Regions from separate parts of the Gossypium arboreum genome. Here region 1 is linked to region 2. A link is a contact called in public Hi-C data. All regions are on one chromosome and are shown on one strand. Each heading gives the region's core, a stretch centred on a gene start, on an enhancer-like site or on the middle of the called end of the contact. The rest is flanking DNA. Distances are from core to core; before and after follow the strand shown. Region 1 holds the start of LOC108474617 (UDP-galactose transporter 1). Region 2 holds the start of LOC108460254.

What was found. A called contact is a pair of places that touch in the nucleus more often than the background predicts.
Region 1: a contact with region 2 is called in a Hi-C map of leaf, with 2.9 times the contacts expected there. The contact joins the promoter of LOC108474617 here to the promoter of LOC108460254 in region 2. A contact is called at or near these places in 2 of 5 Hi-C or Micro-C datasets (both in leaf).

The regions. Positions count from the first base shown.
Region 1 is chr3:123,083,749-123,086,448 of ASM2569848v2, reverse strand. LOC108474617 (UDP-galactose transporter 1) reads left to right here and starts at 1,303. Exons shown (of 5, transcript XM_017776599.2): 1 at 1,303-1,848; 2 at 2,420-2,669. The coding sequence starts at 1,738.
Region 2 is chr3:122,804,502-122,807,201 of ASM2569848v2, reverse strand. It overlaps LOC108460254, which reads left to right and starts at 1,400. Exons shown (of 12, transcript XM_017759686.2): 1 at 1,400-1,680; 2 at 2,434-2,493; 3 at 2,586-2,639. The coding sequence starts at 1,642.

The DNA.
Region 1 (2,700 bases), core at 54-2,553, 280 kb before region 2:
AATTTTTTTAAAAATTATAAACAGATTCATCTCTTTTATTCTTCATCTAAGAACTCCGATGACGGAAAATTCAAGAACTTGTTAAAAAACTCATCCAAACCCTACTTTCAACAAGCTTATTTTTCTTTTTTAAATCTTGATTTCAATACTTTTCTCACCCAAATTCAAAACCTACGCATTTTTTTCTTAAAAATAACTTTCTTCGTTCTTTTCTATATAGTTTGCATCTTAATTTTGAGTGATCCTCTATTATTAAAAAAAGAAAAAACTTGATAAAACATGAAATCCAAATACCTGGACAAGTTAAGTAGGAAAAAGACAAAAGAGCAAGAGAATTGCAAAAACCGTTATCTAACAGTTAAAAAAAATGCATTAAAAGATAATAAAGAATCGTGAGGAGGGAAAGAGGATAAAAAACATAGAAAAGTTTTAATTTAATTAAGTTTTATTAAATTAATTTTAATATAAAAGTATCACATGTCATGAAATGATTAGTTAAGAAATTTTTAACAGTTGGATTAATTTGAGTAATAGAGTATAATTTAGATATCACTTTAAATAATGGAATACAATTTAGATACTATTTGAGACAAAAAAATTAGAAAAAATATAATTTAAATACCACTTTGCAATTTAAACCTATATTTCAATGAATAACAAATACTTTAAAAATATATATATATAACAAATTCTCGTTTAAAAAAATAGTAATTATCTTTTAAATTTCCAATGAATTATCTCAATGGAAAATTCCTTTTGATGGATTGTTATTTGAATTATCTCTAAAATGGGAAATTTCTTTTTTGGATTGATATTTAAAAGGAAATATGAAACAAATAATAGAAAAGGAATAAATAAATACCTATAAGAGATACGAATAGAGCATAAAAAGTCATAATTTTTCAGATTATGGTATAAAAGAGACATGTGTAGGTAAGTTTTTCGGATATTATTCAAAATAAATTAAATTAAATTAATTGGGTTATTCGAAGGAATATTTTGTCTAAAAAAAGGGAGTAATTTAATTTTATTCTCATTTAAAAATAAAATATAGAGTTTCATATTTGTTTACTTCTCCTTTAGAAAATAAAATGAAAAGTAAAAGGATATTCATTAATAGTTTTAAGGGGAGGACTGTTATATCTATAAACTTAATTTGCATTAAAGGAGATACATCTTTACTTACTTCACACCTAATTTCATTTTTAATTTATTTAAGTAAAATTACGTGCAAAAGAGTTCATTTGTGATGTTTATGGTAATAATAAATTTAATTGACAAATGGTTTTTGATACGAGGTTTGATCAAAGTGAGACCAGTTGTATGATTAGACAATATATGGATGTAAGAAACTCTAGTCAACGTCACAAGTCAAAATAAAAGTATATTCATCGAATGGCTGCTCTTATCCCATTTTCTTATGAAGACTAGTACCCTCATTTCAAAATCATAAACGAAATTTCCATGGCAATATATAACGTTTAAACTTCAATCCAGGCAAAGAGAGAGAGAGAGAATCACATGGAAGAAGGCCTTTCTCCACCGTTACAACCTCTCTCTCAGTTTCTTTAGCTTTCTTTTTTAAACTCCCTCTATTTATATAAACCTTTCAATAATCTAAGAGCAAAATTTCTGTGCTGGGTTTCGAATTTGGTGATCTGGGCTTTTGTTCTTTCTGTGCTAGAGACAGAGAGAGAGAGAGACAGAGGGGGAGAGAGAGAGGGGTGGGGGAGAGTGATGGAAGAAGGGAGATTCCTCCAGTGGGGTGTTTTCAGATCTCTTCTAGCGATTCTCCAATGGTGGGGTTTCAATGTTACTGTTATAATCATGAACAAATGGATCTTTCAGGTTTGTTTCTAACTTCATTTATTGATTTTGACATTGGGTTTTAGCTGAATTCTCTTATTCTTTAATCTAATTATTTCATTAGTACAGATTTCTGTTTAGTTGTGTTGCTAAGCTCAATAATTTGCTAATAATACGTTTTATAAAAGTTTTAAAATTTGAACAGGCTTCCAGGGTTAAATGTTATAATTTAATTTGTGAATTAAATAATATCAACAATCCATCTCTATCATTTCTTTCAATTATTTATGAACTTAGATGATGCATCTTAGAAGAAAGATTCATGAGTCATGACTAGTCTACCAGTTTGTTCATGTTAGAGGAATTTGGATTCAGTTTTGAGTTCTGTCTAGGTGCATTATAGCAGATCTAGGAATACAAACATACATACATATATATGTATGGTTCCTCATATATTGGTATTATAATGTTTATTTCGTTTATGTAGTGTGGATTGAACATTAACCTTCAATTTGTGTCTTGACAATTACATTTTGATTGAGTTGGTTGATTATTTTTTGTACTTTAGTCGAAGGTCTGAGGACATGGCTTTTTTTTTTCCCCTCTTTCACAGAAATTGGATTTCAAGTTTCCCCTTTCAGTATCATGCGTTCACTTCATATGCTCGTCGATCGGAGCATATCTGGTAATCAAAGTGCTAAAGCTCAAACCTCTAATAGCGGTTGATCCTGAAGATCGCTGGAAACGGATATTTCCTATGTCTTTCGTGTTCTGTATCAACATAGTGTTGGGAAATGTTAGCTTACGCTATATCCCGGTTTCTTTCATGCAGACTATCAAATCATTCACTCCAGCAACCACCGGTGAGATTTATAGATTATACACTTTTGGGCA
Region 2 (2,700 bases), core at 151-2,650:
GTCATATGACTAATTAATTGATATGTCCATACATGACAACCAAACTCCAACATGACTTTTATTTATGATCATTGCAAAACATATCTTGATGGGAAACCATCTTCGTGAATGGTCATTTTATATAAGATGGACAAATTTGCATTTGAATAAAAAATTGTTAACCAATATGAGTCTGCTTCAATCAATGGTGAGCCCAATTTTGTTACAATCAACCTAGTGTCCAAGACTTTGGTTTATATTTATAAGAAGCATAATCGAAACACCAACTTTCAACTGAATTTTATGGTTGGGAATTCCGATGAATTTCAAAGAGTTTTAAGAATTTAGGAGGATATAATACAAATTGTTGTTCAAAATGAATATTATTAACTCTATCACCAACCTTATTTGACGGTGACAAAATAGTTCTATCCTTTATAAACGTTGAATTCTTAAAATTTCTTTCCAAATCGGGATAAGTGAATTCAACAATGTCACAAAATGAACCAGATCCATGTGGAATTATTTGCGACATATCATCCCCATCATGTTTGATAGATAGTAGGTAATCTACCATCACCAAATTCAACAGCCACTTATTGAAAGCAGAGATAGAAGAAGTTGTTGAATTCATATGAAATCGCATGTTTATGGTTAATTGGAAAAGGTCACAGTGATCCCATATTCTATACTTGGTAATATAGAAGTTGAAATAATAACACTGCGCCTGCCCCAAGGAACATGTAATATTTGTCTGAAATCCCCTCGCAACAACATATTTACCCCATCAAATAACTTATTTTCTGATGAATGATCATTGCATCGCAGAATATCCTACAACATGTACATCAGCCATTGGTGCTTCATCCCATTTAATCAGACTTGTCTTCCTTAGTAATCCAGCTAATGATGTACCTTACTTAACTTCGCAAGAAGAATTATTGCTTGATTTCAATGGGATCTTAAATGTTGAATGTGTTGTTCATCCACCATAATGCAACAATCTTACCCTCAGATCTTATTCGAGTAGTGACTCCTCCATAAATATGTTTTCCATGTGCCACCACTTGAATACAAAAAAGTGAAGCATCCAAAATTGTTATAAACAAAATTGATAACTGCATCGTATACGATCTTTGATCGACATTAAGACCATTACATAGTTCACTGTGTTTGTACTGCCAACTCGTCCCTATCATAATTAATGAATTAACTTCATCATGATGTAGATTAGAGTTGTTATAATTAGTTAACTGTTGGTATTTGTTTCAAGACATGGGTGATTATGAACCTTGAAAACAAGAATATAGTAAATCAACTAAAATACTTAACAAAAAGTTACTCCACTCTACCAAACGTGGAGTTCAATTCTCATACTACTATTTATGCTCTTGAGTTTGTATCTTCGATTAAAAAATTACGGAAATGTTATTCAATACGGGTGAGTTTCATTTGAGTGAGCACAAAATTTACCTTAAATTGAGATCGCACTGTAGGCCCAGTGCAATGGAGTTTCCGTAAATGATCCAACGAGTTTAAGCCCAAACCAGAATCCACCTCAATACTTCAGTAACAAATAAACCTATTCCAAGCTCATCGCTGATTTCTATATTGTTTGCTTTTATCTCCTGAACTTCAGTCTTCAGCTTCGACACAGAAACAATGGGTTATTCCAAGGATCAGCTGCTTGCTCGTTTAAAGGTTTCCTCTTTTTGATTTCTGGATAGCTTTTAGTTCTAATCTTTGTACAGTTAGTATCTAATTCGCAATATCCATTCAGTTTTTGGGAAATGATTCATTATTTAAACTACAATTGTGATTTGGGTTTTCATTATTTTTATTTAAATTCATTTATTTTCAGGGTAAGAATGGAGCAAATAAAGTGTCAAAACACAAATTAGGCTGTTACAATATGGTTTTCTCTGCTAAAATTATGAACTTTTATAGATATTTACACTATGAATTGGTGGAAATATTGTGAATTGTAACCAGTGGCCGATCTTGCCATTTGATTTTGGGGGCCAATTAGGAAACTAAGTATGTAGTTTGACCAATAGCTTAAAGCTGTGATCTTAAAGATGAAAATAGAAGAACACAAGGTGACAGATAACAATTTAAATTTATAATGCACAAAATTAAATTATAAACAAAATAAATAAATATAAATATATACAATTTAAATTTTTTTTTTGGGGGGTGGGGTGGGGTGGGGTAACAAGTTAATTTAGTTTAGCGCACACACTCACTCAAGATGTTTCCAAAATGGCCCGTGACTCCCATGGCAATTCACCATTGATTGCAATCCTTCTAATTATATAGTTTTGATTCAGCACTATTTCTCTGTTTGTATCTGGTTATGATTGAATTCAAGAATTTATGGCCTTGCTTCAGTTTATGGTTGCTTTTCTTCTTTTGCATCTCTAGTGACTGGTATGTGCATTGGATTTTTTTCAGGAGCTTCAAATTGATTTTTCCCAGTATGAACATCCTGTTGTTTTGACTGTCGAAGCTCAGGTAAAAGAAGAGTGCTAAACTTAGCCGATGAGTCCCTTTTGAGTAAACAAACTCATGCATTTCATGGATTCTAAAATTTTTCTTCTCATCAGGCAAAATATGTTGGGAATGTGGGAGGTGCACTGAGCAAAAATCTGTTCTTGAAGGTATACACCGAATGAAAATTGGCATTGTTTCTGATGGATTATTCGAAACTTTCTGAGTGAT